Regions from separate parts of the Triticum aestivum genome. Here region 2 is linked to region 1. A link is a contact called in public Hi-C data. All regions are on one chromosome and are shown on one strand. Each heading gives the region's core, a stretch centred on a gene start, on an enhancer-like site or on the middle of the called end of the contact. The rest is flanking DNA. Distances are from core to core; before and after follow the strand shown. Region 1 holds the start of LOC123043976 (SAC3 family protein B). Region 2 holds the start of LOC123043977.

Region 1 (6,628 bases), core at 1,107-3,606:
GCTCCAGGGAAAACACATCTGAACTCACACCCAACAGAAAAATCCTCTCCAGACCTACGCAACCATAATCCATGTAGGGTGGTCCATACAAAGACATGTCAAGCATGTCAGCTAAGATCAACTACACAAAATGTAGTGTATCCTAGTATAATGATATGCACCATTTTTCATTTAAGAACTGACAGTGATTGATGTATTGTTCTCTGACCATGGCCTTCTGGCAAAATAACGTATAAACAACAGCATTGGTACCTTTGGTTTTAGCCCAAGGCTGCCCTGCCAAATACTACATCTGTTCCCTAATATAAGACCTTTTAGCTTTTTCTTGAGTCGTATGTATCTAGACACATTTTAGTATGTATGTACACTCATTTTAGTATGTATGTATTCAATATTTTGAAATAGCTAAAAGGTCTTATATTAGGGAACGGAGGAGTATTTGGCTAGCCAAAGTTTGGTCAAGCTTTTGCTTACCCATGAGTTTGCTAACATTGGCAAGAAAAATGAACTAGAGTGGGCAAAAGAGAAGTTGGCATTTCAGAAGTACTGGCAACCATCCAAGCAAAGACCAAAATTTTGGTCATAACCTGAAAATTGGCAAGGTGAGCTTTGTCCACCATCCAAACATACCCTAGAGTTCAGCAGAGAGTGATGAATATTTGGCTCAGTGGCTCATTGCGCAACTTTCAGAAGAAGATTGCATTGTACTGACACGGATTGTCCCACCTACAACATTTGGACGACTTAAAGGAGAACAGTCGCTAAGTGACCTATATCTACGTATCAAGCCCTTATGTACAAATTTTCTGCACGCCATGTATACAAACATTTTAAAGATATTGACTGGAATATATTGGATGTCCATTATGAATTCAGATAGCTTGACGAGGGATACAACATGAAGTAGTTTTACCTTCTTTGCCCCATACCATTATCATTTTCTGGAGGAACATTCACACGCTGATTTGATAGATTCGGCGGGGACCTGCTCCTTGAGGAAATACCAGGATGCATGGGCCTGCCTATGGATGGTGCAGCTACTCTGAATGTGAACACGAAAACAATCCATCAATAATGTACCATGGGTATCGCAGGTTTGGAACTGCAACCAGATGGGCTAGGATTAGGTGATTAACCACCAAAAAAGTTAGAACTTAGTCTACCATTCCAGCAGCAAGGCACCTTATCAGATATTTTGAGTTGGCTTGAACAACATGCAATTTTAGATGTTCCTTTTTATGTGCTATACCCTGCTCAAATATCATTCACTTGTTACACAGTCACCAGTGTGCCTAAGTCTTGTGAATTGGCAACTCCCTCCGTAACAAAATATAAGACGTTTTTTATGCCCTATGCAAAACCAAAAAACGTCTTATATTTTGATACAGAGGCAGTACATGGTTGCTTCGTGCCATGCCAAGTCTTGTGAATTGGCTACATGGTTGCCTCGTGCCATGCCACGATCTCTAACAATCAACTTAGGACAATCCCTATTGTAGAAACTAGATCACTAGAGCTGCTATGACGCGCTAATACTCAAATGTTGCAGGCATCCGACCAAATAAAAACTCATATGCGCATTTAGCCATCTCCAATGGGGAAACTCTATGCAATCACCGAATATGCGAAACTACCGCGAGCGGAATATATCTGCACAACGCTAACTACACTATGCTTCAGATTCTGAAGCTACTACACGCCTGTACTTACAGTTACAGCTACTTGGATGCAACAGCAAGAACAGAAACCTAACCGACACTAGCTAGCCAGCTCGACAGCAAGCTCAAACAACACAGATACCACTTGGGGGTATCAAACAACACAGATTCTACTTTGGGGGTGGGGAGCACTCACCTCGGCTGGGGCTGAAGATGGCGCGCGGTGTGGCGAGCAGTGGCGGCGGCCGCGCCTGGGTCGACGGCACGAAGAGGGCTCGGAAACCTCACGGGACCAGAGGCGCCGGGAGCAGCTGCGGCCGGGCGCGCGGAGGGTGCCGGTATGGGGATGGGAGAAGTAGGGCGAGAGATGGGGGCCGCTGCGGAGAGCTGGGGGCGAGCGCTCGGGAAGCGCGAGGAGGGGGGCACGAAGGGGACGGCCGGGCTAGCCGAGGGGAACTGCACGGGGGCGGGCTGCGCCGCGGGAGAAGGGGCGGTGGCCGCGCCGGCGCCGAAGGCGAGGGGCGCGGAGCCCGGCCCGCGGTTGAGGGGCCCCGCGTCGCGGCCGAAGCCGGATGCCTCCATCGCGGGGCGCGGAACCCTAGCCGGCGGCGGGTGCTCGTCGCCGGCGCGCGTGGAGGGAGGAGGAGTGGGGTTTGAATTGGAGAGAGATCGGAGGTGGGGAGGGGAGGGAGCCGCCGGGTCGAAGCTTTTGGGTTAAGCGGCCCGGCGGGCAAAGGGGGTACTGACAGGTGGGGCCGGGCCGTCGGCCGGAGGTGGAATCAATTGTAGAGAGGTACCTGCGGAATCGTGTATTCAGCTAAGGATAAAAGGGTTGGGGAAGTTGGGGAAGGGTCCACCACGTTCGAAACGCTAAGGCGGCAGCGGCGATCGCGAGGCGATCGGTTGCTGCGCTAGGGTTAGGGTTTCGTCTATGGGGGTGGTTGGGATCCGGCGGTCTTTTGGGGGGCAACTGCGTCTCCCTGTTCTCCGGCCGGTGGCGACTGTGCTCTCCTGCGATCGAGCGGAGCTGATGGCGGAGGCGATAGAGCGTGTTTCGGGTGCGTCTCCGCGGGCATCGTCTTCTGCAGCGCCCGTGGCGGCGGCGACGCCGTTGGTCCGGAAGGAGGGATCTTCTGTCAAGTCCCCTGGGGGGAATAAGACCCCGGACCCGGCGGCGAGCCTGTCGGAGAGGCTCGGCGGCATGGTGCTGATGGACAAGGAGGTTCAAGGCTTTGTGTTTGATGATCCAAATCCTGGTTTTCAGAAGCGATGCAGATGGATGGCGGTGGGCAAGGTATGTTCTGTAAGGCCTATGAAGATGTCTGCGGTAGAGAAGACGATGCCTAGAGCTTGGGGCCTGCACAGGGAAGCGAAGTTTAGCGAGATTGGTCCCAATATCATCATGGTGCAGTTCGGAAGTGAAGGTGATTGGAAACATGTGCTTAACAATGGTCCTTGGCAATTCGATTTCAGTGTTCTGATTATGAAGGATTATGAGGGGAGTATCAGAACGTCGGAGATGGTCTTTGACAGGATTGATGTCTAGGTGCGGGTGCTTGACTTGCCCCCGGACAGGAGGACGGAGGCTTTTGGCAAGGCGCTTGGGAACTGGCTGGGCGACATAGTTAAGGTCGATGTTGACAGAGAGGGTTTTGCCAGAGGAGGCTTTCTCTGAGAGTGAGGGCCACTATCTCTGTTTTTGATCCTTTGGTTCGTGGCTTCTATCTCAAGAGGTCGAAGGAGGACAAGGAAAAGACCTGGTTTGACTTCTACTATGAGAAAATCCCCCATTTTTTTCGACTGTGGGCGCTTGGTGCACAATGAGGACCGCTGTGATCCTCCAATTGAGTCGGCAGATCAGTGGGGCAGCTGGTTAAGGGCTTCTCCGGGAAGGAATGCGGCGGGAGGTGATGGAACCGCTGGTGGGGGGTCGGGAAGCCAAAGCAGTCGCAGTGGCAATCACACTGGTGATGCTGCGAGGTCTCGGGCTTCAAACCCGAGGGTGCGCGATCTACCCACAAGGAGGAATTTAAATGTTGAGTTATCGGGATCGGGTGACGCTCGCACTAGCGAGAGTCACGTTCATGTTGATGTTGAGGTTAACAGCCCAGGCAAATCGCGATCAAGACTCGGTGCTGAACAAAAGAGGGACCTCCGCGATAGCCTTGAGCAGTGGCGTGAGACGGATATGCGACACAAGCTGATGGAGCAGAAACATAGAAGTGGCTTGGGGGAGGAACGGAGCTCAGTTGTGGGTAGCAGGAGCAGAGGAAAGAAGAAAGAACATGATGGTAGACTCGAGGGGGGTTTGGAGAGAGGTGCTTGGAGTGGTGGTGGAGATAGGATGGAATCGCATGGGAGGCGGAGAGGCACTTACAGAAGGAAATTCAGAGATGACTTGGATAGAAGGTCAAGCTACGAACAGCATGATAGGTTCTTTGGTGACAGCAGGAAGCGGAGAACGAAACAAGTTTAGGTGGCAAAGGGAGAGCAGGATGCCTTCATTCGCGAAATGAGACAGAAAATGTCATCGGTGTTTGAGCGCATCTCCGGCAAGGATGGATCATCATCGGCGGACCCTGGTATCCAGGGCCGCCGGCACCAATGAATATCTTGGCCTGGAACTGTCGAGGACTAGGGTTGGACTCGACAGTAGGCGAGCTGCGCGACCTGGTACGGTCCCACAACCCAGTGGTGGTTTTTTTATCGGAGACAAAGAAGAAGACTAGGGGTATGGAGAAGCTGATGTGGAGTTTAGGGTTCAGGTGCGGTGTGGCTGTGGATTGTTGTGGACTGAGTGGCGGATTAGCACTCTGGTGGAGGGAGCATGTACATGTTTCAGTCCGACCGTTTTGCCAATATTTCATTGATGCGGAGGTGGTGTTTGATGGCAAATCCCTTAGGGTCACTGGATTCTACGGGGAGCCGCGGACGGAGCTAAGGAAGAAATCCTGGGATGCGATCAGATACTTACGAGCTCAAGACAACTTGCCTTGGATATGTGTTGGTGACTTCAATGAAGCTTTGTTCCATGCTGATCAGTCCGGGGGGAATCCGAGGAGTTTTACACAGATGGAAGACTTTCGGGACTGTTTGGCAGATTGTGGTTTGGCCGACCTGGGCTTCTCTGGTTACCAGTATACCTGGGATAATAAGAGGGAAGGCGATGACAATATTCAGGTCAGGTTGGATAGGGCCGTGTGTAATGAAGATTTCTTGTCTATTTTTCTGGAGACTCTGGTTGAGCACCTGATGACGGAGGAGTCGGATCATCAGGCTATCTTAGTGCGTGCCTTGGAGACAGCTCCAAACGAGCATGCTCGTGGCCCGAGACCTTTCCGTTTCGAGGAAGCGTGGACGCGTCATGATCAGTATGATAATATGGTGGAGGCTGCATGGATGGGCGCGGGCAGTGGGGAGAAGGATATAGCTGCTATATGTCAGAGGCTAGCACGGACGGCTGGCAGCATGCAATTATGGGCAAGGGAGGTTTTCGGTTCAATCAGGAAGCAAATTAAGGGTCTTAAGGCGCAGCTTACCGATGCAAAGACCCGTGCGAGGATCACTGGGTACTCGCATGAGATCAAAGAGATTGAAGAGAAGCTGCGGGAGGTCTTTGAGCAGGAGGAGATTTTCTACCATCAGCGGTCACGGGTTGACTGGCTCAAGGTTGGGGATCAAAACACTCAATATTTCCATAATAGAGCTACTCACAGAAAGAGGAAGAACACAATCCGGGCACTCAAGAGGGAGGACGGGTCCAGGTGCGCTGTGGAGGAGGAGATGAGGGAGATGGCAGCGTCATTTTATGAGCATTTGTTCACTTCTGAAGGTTCGACGGGAGCGGACACGGTTCTGGATAGTATTGTGCCGCTCGTTGATCCTATCATGAATGACAAGCTTTCCTCTCTGATCATTGACAAGGAGATTGAAGTTGCTTTGTTTCAGATGGGACCGACCAAATCGCCGGGTCCGGATGGTTTCCCTGCGTTGTTCTACCAGCGACACTGGTCCCTGGTTAGAGATGATGTCTATGGTGTTGTCCGGAGGTTTCTCATGGGGGAGACCGCACCGGAGGCCTTTAATGAAACTGTGATTGTGATGATCCCGAAATTCAACTCACCGGAGTTGCTCTCGCAGTTCAGGCCGATTAGTCTATGTAATGTCTTGTATAAAATTGCTACAAAAGTGTTGGCTAATCGTCTTAAGTGTTTTCTTCCAGTGCTGATTTCGGAGGAGCAGAGTGCGTTCGTTCCAGGCAGACTAATCACTGACAACGTGTTGGTGGCCTATGAGTGTGTTCATGCTATCAGGACTAGGAAGAGGAAAAAGTGCCTTTGCACGGTCAAGCTCGACATGATGAAGGCATATGACCGCGTCGAGTGGAGGTTTCTGGAGCAAGTCTTGCGTAAATTTGGGTTCAATGAGGAGTGGATTCGGATGGTAATGAGGTGCGTCTCGTCAGCAAGGTTTTGGGTCAAGCTTAATGGTGGATTATCTAGGATGTTCTATCCGTCCAGGGGACTCCGACAGGGTGACCCACTCTCTTCGTACCTATTTCTGTTTTGTGTGGAGGGGTTCTCTGTGTTGCTGAAGTGTGCCCAAGAGGAGAAGGCTATTAGCGGGGTTTCTTTTGGATCTAATGGCCCGCAGGTTACTCACTTGCTGTTCACAGATGATAGTATTGTCTTCTTGGAGGGAACTCAAGCGAGTATGGAGGTTTTGAAGGATATTTTGGGAAGATATGAGGCTGCTTCTGGTCAGAAGGTGAACTTACAGAAATCCTCCATATTCTTTGGAAAGGGTTGCCAGGTGGAAACCAAGGAGCTTTTGAAGCAAACATGTGGCATTAGTTCGGAGGCTCTCAGTGAGAAATATTTGGGGCTTTCCACTCGTGTGGGGCGGTCCAAGGAAGGAGCGTTTAAACACGTGGTTGAGAGCTCGAAAGGCAAAGTTGGTGGATGGAAGGG
Region 2 (6,628 bases), core at 2,305-4,804, 260 kb after region 1:
ATGAGGCAGGAGCGCCTCTGAAGCAGGAGGACCCGACGGGTGGTGAACGCGGCGAGAAGGTCCGTGCCGGTGAGCCCCTCCTGCGTCCTCATCATCGTCACCCGCTCGCATAGGTTGACGATCTCCTGCGACGGGCGCCGGGGCGAGTAGCCCCAGTTTGTCTTCGCCCGCGGCGGTGCGATGGCGAAAGGGGGAAGATTGATGTGGTCCGCGCCAAGATTGCGGACGTAGAAGAAGGAATTCTGCCACTTCTTGGCAGAATCTTCGAGCGAAATCTTGGGGAAATCTGCCCCCGACCGCTTGGAGATGACGGCGGCGCCGCAGTTGGCAAACTCCCCGGCCGACGGGCCCTGCTGCTTCAAGGAGAAGAAGCGCGCCCAGAGGTCGATCCTCGGCTCGACCCCCAGGTACCCCTCGCACAGGGTCACGAAGCCGGAGAGTTGGACGATGGCGCCGGCACCGAGATCCGAAGAACTCCAGGAAGGCACGGAAGAAGGTGCTCGCCGGCAGCCCGAGCCCGCGCTCGAAGTGAGTAAGGAAGACGATGCGCTCCTTCCCCTCGGGTTGGGGCCTCTGCTCGCTGCGCGACAGGCGGACACCAACGTCCGTCTCCCGCGGCAGGCGTCGCGAAGCTCGAAGCTGCGTGATGTCGTCGTTGGTGATGTTGGAGCCCATCCAAGAGCCCGACGGTAGTGCCATGGATGGAAGCGGAAGGAAGAAGAATGACGGAGAAGAGCTCTGCTCGGGGCTGCGGGCGCAGCTGTGCATCAGTGGCAAGGAGCAGAGCGAGAGCAGGGGGACAGGAGGGCGCGAGCGAGAATAATGCCTGCCGCCCCCTTGCCCTCCTCAATTTATAAGCCCCAGTTCGAACGTGGGGAAGTGGGATCGTCTGCACGTGCCCGTTCCACTACCCCGCAATAAGTGCGCACGTACACACGCACTAACTGCGTGGGGAAGTGCAACTGGCCCCCAGACGCCGCAATAAATCCGCACGCGTGGCCAAGGGCGCGCGGCGGCGGGCCCCCAGCTTGTCGCCCAGTCCTGTCACGCGCGTGGCCTGTCAGGCCCCTCCGGCTTCCGGGCACCATGTGGCGCCAGCGCGAAGCCCGAGGGATCGCCTCAAGATTCGGCGGACTCCTCGGTTCCCGCCACGGCCGGGATGCCGCGATCCGGTTTCCGAAAAAACCGGCACACAGTGGGTGTTGCCGGACCCGGCGTTCGCAGATTTCGCCTTGCTCAAGGGGGAAGCTGCGAAGGCCCACTCATCTAAAGACGGCGAACCTTCACAGCTTCGGGGACTACTGTCGGGGGGATGAACCCCACGCAGGCAACGGAACCCAGATCTATTTCAAAAATAGCGGGGCCCGCATCACCCCGCAAACCGGCGTGCGCCAGGCCGGGTCGCTTGACCCGGCAAGACGCGCAACCCGGCCAAGACCCTCGACTCGGCAAAGTACGTCGACCCGGCAGCAGCGGCTGGCGCAAGGCAACTCAACCCGGCGCAACCTTGGCTTCCCTAGCAAGCCAAGCCACCCGCGGCGTCCACGGCAACCCAGCCATGGGTCAGCTCCCGTCCCATCCAGGCCGTATGATGGGACGAGACTTCAATCACTGATGACCAAGACTACAGTGCCCCCGCCCATGCCCGTGGTCAGCCAGGGCGTGGCAACAGTGCCCCTTACCTACCCGCTGACCAGGGCTGCCACGGCAACAGTGTTCCCGCCCTCACCACTGACGGCAGTAAGCGGCGGCCTGACGGAGAACACTGTGCGCGGCTTGACTCGGGCCACGCCATGACGATCGACAAGACGACGCACAGTCCCCCTAGGCACGCGGGGCCCGCACCTATGGGAACTCGGCGAACCACAAGCCCCCAAGCGGGACCCAGCCCGGTACCCCGGACACCGACAATACGGACCCACCGACTTGGCATATTACCATTGTAACCCTGGGTGGGTTGATCTATAAAACCCCCCAAGAGTCCACGCCTACAAAGGTGTGTGATCTCTCCGAGGGCACAAGAAGCAGAGAGATTGCGAGAATGAGCACTGCATGAACACAAGATAGAACGAGCAAGATAGGACTAGCCACTACATAGCAACACCAAGGAGAAGGAGCAGCCGGAGCCTTGGCCGGCCTCCTTCCTCCTCCAAACAGCTCCAGGAGCGACATTCTACTATCAGCCATCCAACTAAACTCGGCAGGACTAGGGGTGTTATCTCTCCGGAGAGCCCCGAACCTGGGTATGTCCGGCGTCCCGCGCCCACGCATATCAACCTCGCCTCCGAAGCCCACCAGTGCCCTCGAGCCTCCTCCTCTCTTTAGCCATCCCTTGGCATCTGTCATGCGCCCACCACGACACATAGGAACATGTATAAGTCATGAATAAAGCAATAGTAATAAACTAAACGATCATAGTGCTAAGCTAACGGATGGGTCTAGTCCATCACGTCATTCTCTAATGATGTGATCCCGTTCATCAGATGACAACACATGTCTATGGCTAGGAAACTTAACCATCTTTGATTAACGAGCTAGTCAGGTAGAGGCACACTAGGGACATTCTATTTGTCTATGTAATCACACATACTAAGTTTCCGGTTAGTACAATTCTAGCATGAATAACAAACATTTATCATGATATAAGGAAATATAAATAACAACTTTATTATTGCCTCTAGGGCATATTTTCTTCATGCTACACGTGTGGCACAAAGCAATTTCTCTCTGGCGTTTTTATGGCAATTTTAGTTACATGAGGATGGCAACTTTAGTTGTAAAGCATGTCAAGTTTCAGTTTTCTTGTTTTCTATGACAATTTTAATTGTAAAAGTCAAGGCGATGTTATTTCGTGCCATACGTGTGGCACTTATCATTTTGGAAGATCTAATCACCCTTCTCCTGATGCAAGACCGCGAAGAACGGGGTTCCGGAGGCCTTCAATATATAGGCGATCGTGGTACGTAGGCGTGGGCTAGACCCACGCCTGAGTCGACAACAACCCACGATCCACGCGTCTAGGATTCGTAGCGCATCGTTTAATGACTCGTAATTAATTCAACTCGACTCAATCACGAAACACGACGCGCGCTCAGGCGAGGCAGGCGACGGAGGAGGACCGCGCGGGAACCACTCTTCTCATGCTCCAACAACACGTGGAAGAGAACCTTTTTACGAAGGTGCAAATCTTCACCCGTTCTCGAGATGATACTAAACTTCTCATCACCTATTCATGTCACCCACATAGAGTTTTAGAGATTTTTTCTGAAATTGTTTTACGGGCCTAAACCCCATCTATATTTGAACGGTGTAGAGGCGACGTCGATCTTGGTGGGTGCGGATATGGAGCTCCAGAGGGGGGAGGGGCACCCCGAAATCTCCCTCAATTTTGTTTCTTGTTTGACATACGAAGTGCGGATTGGTCCATGAAAATTTGATGCATGGTGCTGGATGACATAACCAGGTTATCAAATGTTTAGCACCGTTATTTTAATGTATGGCGTTGGAGATGACCTAAAATGACAACTATTGGCTGTTTTTTTGGGGTAGAGTTGCTGTGACCTGTGAGGCCATCTGAAAGGAGAGCAAGTCAAAAAAGACAGGAGACCGGGTAGTCCACCGCCGCCCCTGACCACACTCTCCCCGATCCGATCCGCCGGCGATGGCCGCCCCTCACCGTGCTTTTCCCGATCCGCCGCCGATGGCCGCCTTCCGCTCTGGCCGACACGCTGCCCATCTCCGCCTGGCCGTACCGCCGCGGCTGGCCGCCCACCCCTCCTTCCGCTTCCCCACCACGCCCCTCCCCACCCCATCCAAGACGCGCCTCCCCGCCGCCGGCGCCGCCTCTCCCTACGCCGCCGCGCTCCTGCGCATCCTCGCGCTCCACTCCCTCTTCCTTCTCGCGCCCGCCGCCCGAGCGCTCCCCTCCCTGCCCCACCTCTTCCTGCTTCCGCCGGTCCTCGCCATCATCTCCGCCGTCGCCATCCTCCTCATCCCCTCCAAGAGCCAACCCCACCCCTTCCCGGCGCTCCGCCACCTCTTCCGTCCCGCCCTCCTGCTAGCGGCGTCCCTTCTCCTCCGACTCGCCTCCCTCCACCTCATCACCGACCCCGGTCTCATCGTCCTCGCAGATTCCGCCGGCGCGTTGCTCGCCCGCGCCCTCAACCGTCCCTCCCGCCGCCGCGTGATCTCCGTCGCTGCCGCCTCCGTTTCGCTCGCGGCCGCATCACCTTCCCACTCCGTGCTTCTTCTCGTGCTCCCCTTTGCTTCCGGCCTCCTCTCCTCGGTCGAGCACTCTGTATCTGCGCGACATGTCACCCGCAGCCGCCACGCCCGTGCGGCCGTTTTTGCCCTCGCCGCCACCTTCCTCTCGGCGCCGGCACTTGCGGGCCTCTTCTTTCTTGGTGGCACTGACACCAGCGATGGTGTCCCGATTGGCCAGCTCTGGTGGCTGCTCCTTAATGCCGCTGTCTTTGGCATGGCCTTGGGGCGACGGCAAGCCTACGACAGCAGTAGCAGTAGCAGCAGACCAAGCATGAATTTTGCAATGACCTTTGTGTGCACTATTGTTCTGGAGCTGGTGTACTACCCAAAGCTGTCGTTGCCGGGCTTCTTAATTTGTGGGTTCGTCTTGTGGATCGCCAGCAGGGAGCTGACTTCTTCAGGATATGTTGAGCTTGGGAGCACTGACGAGTCGGTGTATGAGGCTGTCATGGGGCCAGTCCGGCATATCCTTAGTGAACGCAAATCCAGGAAGATTGCTGCTTTTCTGTTGATCAACACAGCTTACATGTTTGTTGAGTTCGCCAGCGGTTTCATGAGCGATAGCCTTGGGCTGCTCTCTGACGCTTGCCATATGTTGTTTGATTGTGCTGCTCTGGCAATTGGGCTATATGCATCGTACATTGCGAGGCTGCCTGCAAATGGATTGTATAACTATGGAAGGGGCAGGTTTGAGGTGCTATCTGGGTATGTTAATGCAGTGTTCTTGGTGCTTGTTGGGGCCCTGATTGTGTTGGAGTCGTTTGAGAGGATACTCGAGCCTCGGGAGATATCAACAAGTAGCCTTTTGGCAGTTTCTGTTGGTGGACTTTTTGTAAATATCATTGGATTGGTTTTCTTTCATGAGGAGCACCATCATGCGCATGGCGGTAGCTGCTCCCACTCCCATTCACATTCACATTCTCATTCTCATTCACATAATCATGTTCATGAAGATCACCATCACCATCATGATCATGTTCATGAAGATCACCATCACCATCATGATCATGTTCATCAGAGTGCTGATCACGAGAAGACATGTTCTGGTCATCATGGAGACACAAATAAGGGCCATCATCAGAATCACCAACATGATAGCAACAATGCAGAGAATCATCATCAACATAACCATGGTTGTAGCCACAAGCATGGTCACAATGGCCATATGGAACATCACCAGCAGGGTGTAGATCAGGCTCATCAAGATTGCAGCAGCAGCAGCAGCGAGCAAGGACTTCTTGAGATTCCACTGATAAATGTGCACTCTCATGGCGCAGAATCTCAGTCTTGTAATGGAGAGGTGGAATCGCCAGAAACCGGAAACCATGCCAAGCCGGCAAGCCGGCGTCACATTGACCATAACATGGAAGGTATCTTCTTACATGTCCTAGCTGACACAATGGGAAGCGTTGGTGTTGTGATCTCAACTCTATTAATCAAGTACAAGGGATGGCTAATAGCAGATCCCATTTGCTCTGTATTCATTTCAATAATGATTGTGGCTTCTGTCCTTCCATTGTTGAGAAATTCTGCTGAAATTTTGTTGCAAAGAGTTCCAAGGAGCCATGAGAAGGACTTCGAAGCAGCACTGGATGATGTTAAGAAGATTAATGGTGTGATTGGAGTCCATAATGTTCATTTATGGAACTTGACAAACACTGATATTGTAGGCACTTTTCATCTTCATATATCAGCCGAAGCTGACAAGTCTGTTATAAGAGAAAGTGCTTCACGGATATTTCAAGAAGCTGGGGTTCAAGATCTGACTATCCAGATCGAATGTGTCGAAAGATAGCAGTTGTTGGTATAGCGACACTTGTTGGTAGTTTGATAGGATTTTGGCACAGATCAAATATATCTGTAGTGCTTAATTCAGGAGCCATCCTTTATGTACCGCTGAAAGGAAATTGCATTAAAATACAGGTTTGCAGCTTAATCATTTTGGTCTGAGCAACTTAATATTTATATGCTGTATATTGTCCATGTCGCATATAGACTTCACAAAAGCTTTCCAATCACATGATGATAAGCAGTTCCAGCTTAAACAAGCAGATTAATGAAGAAAACAAAGAGCACAATTCCAGCAGAAAAGAAAGGAAACCAGAGAATAATGCGAGTTCATTACATGACCATATATAACCAGTTCAAACTTGAGCGAGCAAATTAATGGAGAAAGCAAGCTAGGTAGCAATAAACGAGAAGTGAAGCCTCTAAATTAAAGAGGTACACTGAGTAATGCAAGCGCTAGCATTGTTGGGGCAGAGCGACTGGAGCCTTAGTTCAGCTAAGATATAATCCGTGTGTATCTTCGACATCGAATTGTATCCATTTCATGCACCCTCTCTTATTCATCACCTGGTATGTG

What was found. A called contact is a pair of places that touch in the nucleus more often than the background predicts.
Region 2: a Hi-C map of leaf shows a contact between it and region 1, with 4 times the contacts expected there. The contact joins the promoter of LOC123043977 here to the promoter of LOC123043976 in region 1. A contact is called at or near these places in 2 of 5 Hi-C or Micro-C datasets (both in leaf).

Annotation. Positions count from the first base shown.
Region 1 is chr2B:146,923,816-146,930,443 of IWGSC CS RefSeq v2.1, forward strand. LOC123043976 (SAC3 family protein B) reads right to left here and starts at 2,357. Exons shown (of 17, transcript XM_044466595.1): 1 at 1,855-2,357; 2 at 914-1,042. The coding sequence starts at 2,240.
Region 2 is chr2B:147,182,728-147,189,355 of IWGSC CS RefSeq v2.1, forward strand. LOC123043977 reads left to right here and starts at 3,555. Exons shown (of 2, transcript XR_006419737.1): 1 at 3,555-6,186.